Regions from separate parts of the Mus musculus genome. Here all the other regions are linked to region 1. The links are chromatin contacts, called in public Hi-C maps. All regions are on one chromosome and are shown on one strand. Each heading gives the region's core, a stretch centred on a gene start, on an enhancer-like site or on the middle of the called end of the contact. The rest is flanking DNA. Distances are from core to core; before and after follow the strand shown. Region 1 holds the start of Egflam (EGF-like, fibronectin type III and laminin G domains). Region 2 overlaps Egflam (EGF-like, fibronectin type III and laminin G domains). Region 3 overlaps Egflam (EGF-like, fibronectin type III and laminin G domains).

Region 1 (3,875 bases), core at 629-3,128:
AGAGCCACAGACGTATGCATGTGCTATTCAAACGTGGTTAGATGGTTTCGTGTGCAGAAACCTACAGAGGGCCAGCGACCATAGTATGGTTTTCTTGAGCAAGAAAGTTCAAAGGCTCCTATGATTGAGATTCTGGAAGGTGTATGAAGATGCAAGAAGACAGTTTAATATGATTCTACCTTGGGTGGCTGCCGTTGTCTCCCCAGTGAACTGGACAGTGTGCTGACAGATTCGTTCTGAATCTGAATGTGTTGTGGAAGCTGAGAACGGTCCTCAGTGTTAAATCAGGTAAGGGGACACAGATGATCACAGACAGAGCCTGAAGACTGAGATATCTCCTAGGATCGAAGGCAACCGCCCCAAACTCCAGACTGATCCTGGAGCAGTAAGACATATTTGAACATGCAGATGGGAACCTGCCAAGATTATTTTCTTTGCACTCTGATAAATTTTCCTGGTTTGCTTCCTTCTTGTAGAAACATTTGGGAGGGCAGACTCCACTTTCTTGTAGAAACATTTGGGAGGGCAGACTCCACTTTCTGTGAGTTTTGCAGGCTGAATTAAAATAATTAGATTGTTTTCCATTGTTCAGAAGACATAATTAATCCCATAAGACAACCCCACTTGTAAAGTAAGCTAAGAAAAAGCAGATTTTTTTTTCACAATTCTAAATATGGTCCGGGCCAACAAAGAATAAAAATCGTTACCCAGAAGCAACGCTAGGAACTTTATTATTTAAACTGTTCCACTTTCCCTCATGACACAGCCAAATCAATGTTGATAAAAACATACTTTTTACCTAGAAGAAATGTGAGTTTTTGTGGTGTTGCCTTCTCTCTGATCCTTTGTACTAGCTAGCCTACAGTGCATATATATCTTTGTTTGGACAGCAGTGCTAAGACAGGAGTTCTAAAAGAGATCAGGTTAACCCACTGTGGGCTGCTTTCTGCACAAACAGCCCGGGGCTGCAAGAGAATCCCAACAACAGAGAAAGTGCAGGTCCGTACCCAGTGCTTAGACAGGACCAGAGCCAGGAAAGGGGGCTCCCAGCAAACCTTCAGACACTCAACAGGAAATGGCTGGGCTCTAGGCAGTATGAGTCCAATAAGATGTTCAAAGAAGCAGGAGGAGCTGTTGAAAGTCCTCTGCGCTCTCTCAGTCCTGTGTAACCGAGACAGAGCTATAGCTGCCCGCCCACCCCCCCAACCCCCAACTTTTCGCAGTCCGTGGTTCCACACAGAACCCACCACCTCCTAGCTCTGGAAAACAAATCGTTTCTTTTAACAAACAATATCCTTGGGACTGCCTGGGCTGGGGGAGGGCGAGGCTCGTGCCTCGGCTGAGCTCTGCGCAGAGGCTAGGCAGGCTGAGCCCACGCTGGTGAGCAGAGAGCGGCTGCCTGCTCTGCGAACCCCACCAAAGGCCGGGACCGGGGTGCTCCGGGCACCCCGGCTCCGGGCGCACTGAGTGCTTTACCTGATTTTCGCAGAGCCGTTCGGAGTGACACAGCGCCGGGTGGGAGGCTGCAGGCCAGGAGCAAGAAATGGAGCGAGAAGGTTGAGATTAAATCCATCTCACCAACGGCGTCTGCAAAGTTTCCCCAAGTCCCGGGCGCGCAGGGAAAGGGCGTCTCCTGGGGGACGCGGGGAACGCCAGTGACGCGAGGATGAGAAGGTGGGAGACCCAGGGAGCTGAACCAGGAGCCACTCGGGAGTCCGAGGAGGCAAGGCAGCAGTTGGGAAGCTGGCGTGCTTGAGCGGAGCGGGCTCGCAGCGGCAAGGCTTTTCGGGGCTGGGGAGTGGACGCTGAGAGCCGAGGGGAGGGACGCACTGGCCGCCGGAGGGAGGGCGGCTCGACCCGCAGGAGATGGAATTACAATCTAGTGGAAGAACGAGGGGCAGGGTCTGAATCAATTCACTCCGCGCCCACCTCCGGCGCCGACAGCCCCCAGCTCAGCCCTTCCCCGCGGGTGACCTAGATTGGGGGCCGGGGTGGGACCGACTTCGACACTCGCCCGGTGTTCCTTGACTCAGACTGCGGGCCCAGGGTCCTCGGCTGGATCCTAACCCTTAACTTTTGGTTTGGTGCTTCGGTTTCGCTGGCTGGACCTTTCTTCCCCCATACCCCTCTAGGTGGCTTGCTCCCAGTTTAAACCACTTTTCCTAATACCTCAAAGGTTTCTCTACTCTGTAGAGCACTCTTGGAAGAAGCGCAAGGGAGGGGCTGTAATTTTCAAGCAGGGAGGAGGAGGGCGGGGCTGGCCAAGTCTTGGGTGCTAAGAAGATAAATGGGATTTAAGGCGCACAGATGGAGAGCTGAGGCTAGGCCACTCAGAGGCAAAGGCCAAATGAAGATTAGGGACTGGTGCCTGGGGGCCAGGTCCCCTTCTGGTGGTGGGTGGCAACTTTAGACACCCCCCCTCCCCCGAAAAAGAGAAAAAAGTCCAGGTTATTGTGGCAAAGTCTAACTTCTTTGGGGCTGAGAAGGTCCTCTATAAAGGGAGCGCTTGCGGCCAGGCCGGGACTGGGGAGTAGGGGCAATGCGGGAGCCAGCATTTAGCTCCCTAGCTGAGGAAAGACCCCCTCCCTTCCCAAGAGATCTGTGCAGCTGGCTGGAGTTTACAGTACTGCCCCAAAGGGTGTGAGCTCCCGAGCAAACTGGCTTTCTGACCCCAAGCCTTCGTGAAAACAGATACAATAAATAATCTAAAAGGAAAACGAGCCCTCGCCAGAATCCTGGAAAAGATCAAAGGCCCTAGGAAGTGCCCCGCAGATAGAAACTGTGGTCACTGGCAAACGTCTGAGGGTGATCGCCACGCCCCACCTGGCAGAGCAGCTTCCTGGCCCCTTGTTAATCTTCCATTAGGAGAGCTGAGTGTTGTCCTGTGATTTCTACCCTGGATCTTTCCCCTACCCCCACCCCCACCCATGAACCTAGTCCTGTTAGCAAGGTTGGAATATAGTTCCTTACACGTTGGTATTTTCAGGTGTGTAATTGTTCCATAAATAAATTCAAAGTCCTCTACAACTTGAGTAGCTGAAGTCTGAGTCCAGGGCCACTGGAGTTTCTTAAACCAAACTAGTGCAGGAACGTCCAGACGGCACTACATTTATGAGGTGAAAACACGTAGGGAAACCAGGCAAGGTGACTCTGCAGAGATATGCTCTGTTACACTACATTAGACCCATAGGATCACTGAGGCCACTAAAGGTCATCCTTGCTGCCCCCATGACACACAGGAATCTACTTTGAGTTGCCTTGGCACGGCATGCCACCCCCGTTCTGGATCAGACAGCTCCTATAAATACTGACTTTTGACACTGAAGGTCTTGGCGTGTACTGAAGGAAGCCAGTGCCCTAATGCAGAATCGTCCCTCATTGTTTTTCACTTTCTCACTTAAAAATGTCTCCCTGTCATGGCATTGGGTCAGAGGCTGAGCCAGTCATTGGTTAGAGCCCCACCCCTGATACTATATTCTACCATACAGGTGCCTAGCATAACTAGTGCTCTCTGGTGCACCAATTTCAGTAAATAGTAACCATGAGTGTAAGACTAACATCGGTATGATGTCTCCTGGGTACAGGACCCTCTCTAAGGTGCCTTTAATTCCCATAGCAACCACACCAAGAAGGTACATTGTTAGCATTATCCCCATTTCACAGCCAAGGAGACTGAATCAGGGGAAGGCTGCATAACCCACCCAAACTCATGCACCCCCCCTCCCCCACAAAGTGCAGAACTAACAAGAAATTCAGACCTTCTACTTCCAGAGCGGAGAGTTCCAGAGCTCCAAGGGATACGTTGGAGAGCAACTCCAACTGGAGACTGGGGAGTTTCACCTCAGGCTCTGCTTGGACATGTATTCCCCAAATGA
Region 2 (3,875 bases), core at 744-3,243, 89 kb before region 1:
CAGACACACACCCACAGAAAGAGACATACCCACACAGATGCAGACACACAGGCACACACATACAGAGAGAGAGCAACAGACAGACAGATACACACAGAGAGACAGACACACAGAGAGATACAGATACAAAAAGAGACACAGACACCAGAAACAGACAGACAGACAGACTCTCTCTCTCTCTCTCTCTCTCTCTCTCTCTCTCTCTCACACACACACACACACACACACAGTCCAAAAATATGAACAATCAACTTGTATTACAAACTGTTAGTGTGACTATTTCTCAAACAAGGCTGTAAACTATTGAACTGTTTGAGAGCTGGGATCACATCTTAATTTTATTCCAGGACATCTTTAGATGTTCACTGTCACTGCAGAAAATTATGAGGTTAAAAATGCTTCAAAAGTTTCAACTAATAATTATGAAAACTCAAGAAATCAATTGTTAACTCCTGACCACACATACCTAATAACATTAATACCTGACCACACATACCTAATTACTCCTTTTCCTACTAGGAAAGTTAAACGGAACACTGCTGTTCTCCTCTCACTTTCTAAGCCAGAGATTCTTGATACTTATGTATCCATTCTCTCCCAGCACCCAACTGGTTACCAGTGTAGCTGACGACACCTTCTTCATTGGAATCTACCTATGTCATTTTATCCCAATAGCCATTTAAGTCTAAGCCCTTATAATGATGATGCTGGGATGATTTCGTCTACAAGTACTGACTGTGCTCTAGTCTGGACCCTATGCCGCGATGCTAACTCTTATCTTCCTAACTCTCAAAATGGACCTTACACTTTACACTTAAAGCTTCCCTTAGAACAGCATACATGTGTCCCTCTTCTAACATCACCATGCCACCACCCCTCCTGGCATTCTATATTCCAGTCATAACTAAGAACTTGGCAGAGATCACACTTATGCCGTTCAATTCCTTGCCTCTGGGCCTTTGAACCTGCGGCTTCTCTCCATGAAATGCCCTTCTCCATTCTTCTGCCTGGCTCACCCTGCCCATCCTTCATGACTCAACTGAGACATTACCTCATTTCTCTACCCCGTCCCCCAGTCTGGTTAGATGCCCCTCCTCTATGTTTCTTTGTTGTCCTTGGTGGGCCTCAATATCCACACTACTCACCTTTTCTTGTAATTGCCTGTTCACCTTCTCCCTACCCAGTTGAGGGCAGGATGGGACTTCCTACTCCCCTGGCATCGCAGAGCTTAGGAGAGTATTGACAGACATACTGCCAGTGCGCATGTGGGACTTTTGATGAATGAATAAGTAAACTGAAGGAAAATGAAAGAAAGGAACCAAGAACCAAGATGTCCTCAAGCAGATTACCTCATTACGAAAAGAGCTCAACTACTGACCCCGCCATCTTGATCAATAGTACCTTCTAGAGCTTGATTGCATTCCCATTTAAGTTCATGTTCATCATCTAATAGAGGCCTAAATCCTCAGTCCAACAGCGTTAGAGGTTGAGCTAATCCCTAGGTGATTAGGTCATGAGGAGAGAGCCCTCGGGAATAGACTAATGTTAGTTAATAGGGGAGTAGGCTAGTTAGTTATTGGAATAACTGGCTCTTGACTGTTGAAGCAGGAGGCTCAGAAATGCAAGGTCATCCTGGCTACATGGGGAGGGTTTTTGAGTCCAGCCTGGGCTACAGATATTGTGTCTCAAAAGTAAACTAATAAGTGAAAGAAAGAAAAAAAAGGAAGAAGGGAAGGAAGAAAAGAATAAGCATTAAAAACCTAAATAGAAGTGAGTTGCCCGCCCCCCCCCCCATTCTCTCTTGTTCTCCAACTCTTTCGCCTTCCACGATGGGATGACTTAGCAGGGGGTCCTCACCAGATGCTGAACAGATGTGACTCTTATGCCCTTGGACATTCAGCTTTCAGAAACATGAGCCAAATACATTTCTCCTCCTTATAAATTACCCATGATGTTCTGTTGTAGCAGCACAAAACAAGCTAAGACAGCACCGGGCTTCAGGCTTTGTAGTCAGCAATTCCACAGACAGAACAGTGTCTCTTGCCAGCCACTGTGTAAGTCCTCAGACCTGCCTCCTTCCTCCATGTCTACCTCAGAGTTCCGTGGCTCTTTGTCGGGACCACTGAGCTCTGTCTGTCTGTCTGTCTGTCTCCTACTCACTCCTTCACAGGAGATCTCTGCTGAACATCAAGTCTGTGTCCATAGTGCCTCCTTCTGCTCTGCTTTCTGGAATCGTAACTTTATCTTTTATCCCAAGGTTGAGGTCAAGTTGAGAGGTCTAGAGTCTAGAGGGAGAGGTGGGTCCAAAACCTCAGGTTTTCTCTTCTCTCAACTGACACTGCAGGCCTGTTCCACAGAGCAGAAATACTTTCAAACTAAATGAACGTTTCACTGGCTTTTGCTGTAGGGTCCTTTTCTCCTGGGAAGTCATCATAGAAAAAGTAAAAGAAATAATAATTTTGAAGTCAGAATAAAGGTAATATTGATAGGATAGGGTGGGCTATAAGTGCACATCTACATATATAGTAATATTGTATATGTATATGTAATGTGTATGTGTATGTGTATGTGTATATGTATATGAATATGTAATGTGTATGTGTATGTGTATGTGTATGTGTATGTGTATATGTATATATATATGTAAATGTAATGTATATATGTATGTGTATGTATATGTATACGTGTATATGTATATGTAATATGCATGTGTATATGTAATGTATGTGTATGTGTATATGTATATGAAGGTGGAGGGAAATGATATGCTTTCATAGATTAGTGTTGATTTATCCAATAGCAGATAACAAATTGAGCTAACATTAATTACCACCTTGGCTGGTTGGTTTGTCCTACAGCCTTGCCTTATGCACATAACTTTATTCAATTTGGTGTACTCACAACATATACTTAGGAAGGGGTGACTTAGGATCCAAACCCTGCGCAACACATTTCTGAAACCTTAGTTCTAAATTAATCATATCTACACTGAAAACGTTTATGACGTTTACATCAATAATAAATAATGAAGGGTAGATTATTATTTGATACAGTCTACAGCAAAAGCCTGTAGAACATTACTATGATATGAATGTTTACAGATCAGAACTGTGGGCATATCAAGTATAAAAATGAAGAAAAATTGTATCTGTAGAAGTGGCATATACACATTAGCAAGCAATCAAACTGCTCGTTAGACATGAAAGATTTGTGCTACCCTCAGATGGGGAGATATGGAGGCCAACTGCATCCAGCACATCAATTCTCATGCTGGTGCTGGCCAGGTGGCCCACCTGTGAGAGATTCATGGCACTGAGAAGATGGGGCCATGAAGAAAGTACTGGATTCAGTGATTTGCTTTCATTTCCTCCACTGACATTTTCTCCCCCCAAATAGAATTTCTCAGAATATTGTGACTTGTGAAAATCTTCGGAATGATTAGTGAAATACCAGACAATTCAACAAATCTTTATATGTCTGTCCTTGAATCTCTTGTTAAGTGCTACTTCAGCCTTCCCGGAAACTGGAGGAAATGCCCAATATGTTCTTTGCTAAATAAAAAGGTTTTTCTGTGTGCTGGTGCTTTGTCAAAGTCTGAAAGTAAGCCAAGATGTTCCTCTCTCTCATGCTTCATTTCTGTTGGGGATGCTTTGTTGGGGAAGCCGGACTGAATTCAGGACCCTTCTCTAACTCCCCCGCCACCTCTTTATTTTATTTGGTTTTTGGAAAGGTTGGGTGCTGCTGGAGAAATCTGATTTTTGTTTGCTTATTTCCTGAGTCTTTTCTGAAGTGCAAAACCACTTCCTAAAGTTGCATCCTTTGTCTCCACAACACCAGGAGCATCTGTCAGCGACTCAGTGTCCATTGATTCACAA
Region 3 (3,875 bases), core at 970-3,469, 65 kb before region 1:
AGGAACCTTGTCTTTTAAAATGAGTATAAACTAGAGCTACCAATAAAACATAGCCTGAAGCTTGTTCTTATAAGCTAAGCACTGCATCTCCAAAGAGATAACTAAATAAAAGCTTTTCCTTTGCCTCGGGGAGATTCTGAGATTCCTTCTCTGGGAGATTTGTTTTTGAAAAAAAAAAAAACTGTATTAGATTTTTTTTTTGCATTAGAAATTGCCAAATAATTAGATCAATTTCTTATGGTAATTTTATTTCATAAAGCACTTCGACTTACTGAGCAAAATCCACCTCTGATTCAATTAGTTTTGCAAACCAATTCATAAAAACACTTCAAAATGCAAACCAAAATATGGTCTGTGGTGGAAATACATGGCTGGCTCTCCAGTGATTTGATTTTCATCGGAGTGAACCACGTTATAGTCACTGGTGCGGTGAAAAGTGCCCGACTAACTAAAAATAGTCAGCAAGCTCTGAATAAGGAAAGGAACCCTGCATTTGTGCCTTTTGTAGCATGCTCTATTATTGTTACTAAAGTAGCATTGTAAGGATGCGACTGAATCTCCCCCGCTGAAGATGCTTCCAAGTCAATCAATACCTGCAAGGCAGCAGCAAGAGCTTGGCTTGAAAGCACAGAGGAATGGTTGTTTGACTCAAGTCAGGATTTAGGAAATGCCCAGACACCGGATTGAAAGAGGTCTCGTCTTCCAGAACCCTGTGGGTCTCTTTGTGGGGCAGTCCATTCCTGTCACAGTCAGCCCCACCCCTGCTTTTGAAGTCCACTCTTACAGTCTACAGAATGCAGGCCACCCTTCTGGAGTATCAGTTGGCAGGGTTGGGATACGGAGTGAGGCATCCATGGGGTAGTGTGCGTGGGTACGTCCCTGCAAATGGGAATTGGGGTCGAGCTTCTCACTTGTCTAAGAAAGCAAGCAAGAAGGTTGCACAACTCCACCACAACTAGTATCACCATACACATGGGTACACACACACACACACACACACACACACACACACACACACACGCACACGGGCACACAAGCACATATGTACACAGAAGCACACACACATTCCACAGGCATCATAAATGCCTGTAAGTCCCACTCCTGTCCTTCCCTGAAGTCCTAAACCTATTTACCAATGGCATCTGGCAAGAATGGAGTAGAGAAGCTTTACTGGCAGGCAAGTTCAACCTATGGCCAGGGGGCCAAGCACATCCCCAGAATAATTAGGAATGCATCCCAACACAAAATTCCAAATGTACTTAAATTTCTTAGATATTTTTTCCTCAGTGTCTCACACCAAGTGCCCAATACTCCAGGATAGAAGGCTAGAGCCAGCATCTTTTCCTGTTATAGCTCTCCCTCCTCCCATGTACCACATAGCCAGGACATCACAGCATATTACAGCTCTCCCTCCTCCTATGTAACACATAGCCAGGACATCATGGCACACTGTCAAGTGCTCCTCTCTTTTCTGTTCCAGATGGGATCTCTCTGCCACTCCTAATACTCATAGGATGTAAGCCCCACAAGGTCAGCAACATTTGTGACCTCTCTGATGTCCCTTAATGCCACATGCTTATAACAGCTGGCACAAAATAGACACCGTAGGCTAAGTAAGCAACAGAGTAAACTCATGTTCTCTTTGCAACTGTGTCTGGGACCTTAACTGGCCTTCTTCCCATATGCACTCGCATCCCTGAGCTAACCATGAACATGAATCTGCTCTTCTAGCTGCTATGGTATCATACCCCACTGCAGACAAACATGGAGTCTCTCGCTACCCCAGGAAATGCTATCACACTTGAGCCTAAAGGCCTTTTGCTCTATGCTAGCAACTTACTGAGTCTGGACTATGGTTCAGATCCTTCTCAGTACAAAGCATTCAGCTGTATTAGTAACCTGTCTCCTCATGTCCCTCTCCCTGTTCCTCACCTGCTCCCTGCTCCCCTCTCCTTCCTTCTCCCTCTCCTCCTCTCCCTCCCTCTCTCTTTCTCTGCCTTCCTCCTTCTCTCTTTTGTGTGCAGCTTGTAAGGGTTGGTTCTTCCTTTCTACCATTTCAGTTCTGGGACTTGAACTCTTAACAAGGCCTGACCTTTCCTAAGAAGGCATTGAGAAGCACAGGGAAAACCCAAAGTGACACGTACCATCCTATGTCCCCAAAGCTACAGGCATGGAAGAATCCCTCGGAAAGACAAAGGATTATGTCCATGACCTATGAACAGCCTTCATCCTCTGATGACCTCAGAGAAGTGGCCTACATCTCATAAAAGCTGCCTTCTCTGGCTTGCTACTAGACGAAGCGTCTTTGAGGCTATTGTGCCCACAGGCAGGGTCTCTGCAGGCAGAATAAGGCCACTAGAATGCCAGAAGTCACTACTGCAGGCCAGTCTAAGGTGAAGGCTTTCTGAAGGAGCCAAGAGAAACAGTTTGTTTGCATAGCCCCAACATATCTCACCAGAAATGTGTACACACTGATGTCATCATGATTTTTCATTTCCATGAAAATTTCTGATAGCTTTCCCTCTACAAATGGGAGATTGTCATAGTTCACGAAAGCAATCATAACAAAATATCATAAAGTAGGTAAGTTAGAAACAACAGAAACGTGTTTCTCATGGTTATGCGTGGTGTCTGGGAAGGTTGTGTTTTGATTCAGGCCCCACCTCTTCTTACGTGGCAGAAAGGAGATTGCTTATTTTCCATCCCCACTAGGAACACTAACGCCAGCTGTAAGCCTTCTACCCTCATGGCCCGATGGCCTTCCAAGTGGCCTGCCTTCGAATGTTATCACTTGAGGATTCTCTGTCAACATATAAACTTGGGGAAGTCAAGGGCTCATTCTACAATAGAACTAAAGCCATCATCAGGGCTGAGCCAGGCTGAGCTTTGTGTCAGATATGGTGAGATGAAAGGAGATGAGAGTATGCCATTTCTGACAAACCTAAATTAAGTGTCACCGTGAAAAGAATAACCCATTTAAAAAGCATCAATGTTCTGCAACACAAAAGCTTACCTAGCATCTGCCACTGACTGGATAGATAGCACTAAAGAGCTATGACATCAAAAGGCACAGCGGGATCCAGGATTGGATCCTGAGTGGAAAAAAAGGTACTGGGAAAAGTGAGTAAAATCTGAATAATAACTTACTGTAGTTAATAGTACCGTATCAACATTAATTTCTTAGATAACTGATCACCATGGTAACGTAAGACATTTACATCAGAAGATGCTGAATGAAGGCTCCACGGAAACACTACTGTACAAGTCTGAAATTTATCTGAAACACACACGTGGAGAAATCAGAAATTGCTCAAAATTAAAATGAGCAAAGAGAAAAAAAATGCCATTTTTCTCTGCCCTCCCTCACAACCCCAGCAGGGAACCCCGGTTGCCCAGGCAGAAGCCTTCTCACCACACAAGCCTGGCTACCTGGAACAGACTGTCCAAGCCAGGGAAATGAACACCACAAAGCCATCAGCACGAAGGATAGATGGGACACCTGAGGCACCGCCCCCAGGGGAGGAGCTATGAGTCATTGATAGCCAGGGGTGCGGGGAATTACATTTCCTTGGGCATATGCCTTCTGGTGGGTTTCTCATGACCCAGTGAATGACTCCACGGGCACACACAGGTGGACAGAAGTAATTAGACTCAGTGTGCTCGAAAATTAAATAAAAGCTAAAGAAGGAGGTCATGAAGATATGATGGGTAGTCCTGGCAGGAGCTGGAGCTGGTGAAGACACACTATATACATGATTTCAAAAGATTAGTTTTAAAAAAATTCATAAGAACACAAGACTGATCCTTTCTCCAAGTGCCACTTACAGCAGCAGAACGCTACACCAATTCTTTGGCCCAAGAAACATCCCTTACTT

Evidence for each region. Hi-C and Micro-C count contacts between places; a contact is called where the count stands out from the background.
Region 2: a Hi-C map of uterus shows a contact between it and region 1. The contact joins the enhancer-like site here to the promoter of Egflam in region 1. A contact is called at or near these places in 1 of 39 promoter capture datasets (frontonasal cranial neural crest), 6 of 484 Hi-C or Micro-C datasets (embryonic stem cells, rod photoreceptor and uterus), 1 of 115 datasets of contacts at active chromatin or transcription factors (neural progenitor cells) and 1 of 9 other capture datasets (adipose tissue).
Region 3: a Hi-C map of rod photoreceptor shows a contact between it and region 1, with 1.8 times the contacts expected there. The contact joins the enhancer-like site here to the promoter of Egflam in region 1. A contact is called at or near these places in 1 of 15 datasets of contacts at CTCF or cohesin (the NIH/3T3 cell line), 3 of 484 Hi-C or Micro-C datasets (rod photoreceptor and uterus), 1 of 115 datasets of contacts at active chromatin or transcription factors (embryonic stem cells) and 2 of 9 other capture datasets (adipose tissue and embryonic stem cells).

The regions. Positions count from the first base shown.
Region 1 is chr15:7,396,512-7,400,386 of GRCm38.p6, forward strand. It overlaps Egflam (EGF-like, fibronectin type III and laminin G domains), which reads right to left and starts at 1,879. Exons shown (of 22, transcript NM_178748.6): 1 at 1,477-1,879. The coding sequence starts at 1,573.
Region 2 is chr15:7,307,023-7,310,897 of GRCm38.p6, forward strand. All of the region lies in intron 3 of Egflam (EGF-like, fibronectin type III and laminin G domains), which reads right to left. Among named protein-coding and RNA genes, the nearest start is that of Egflam, 89 kb to the right of the region's middle. Within about 2 kb of position 1,994, at least 4 of the 459 cell types and tissues checked have an H3K27ac peak or open chromatin away from gene starts, as enhancers often do. A contact at or near this core is called in uterus, where this site is marked.
Region 3 is chr15:7,331,637-7,335,511 of GRCm38.p6, forward strand. The region is part of intron 1 of Egflam (EGF-like, fibronectin type III and laminin G domains); the gene reads right to left. Among named protein-coding and RNA genes, the nearest start is that of Egflam, 65 kb to the right of the region's middle. Within about 2 kb of position 2,220, at least 1 of the 459 cell types and tissues checked has an H3K27ac peak or open chromatin away from gene starts, as enhancers often do. A contact at or near this core is called in rod photoreceptor, where this site is marked.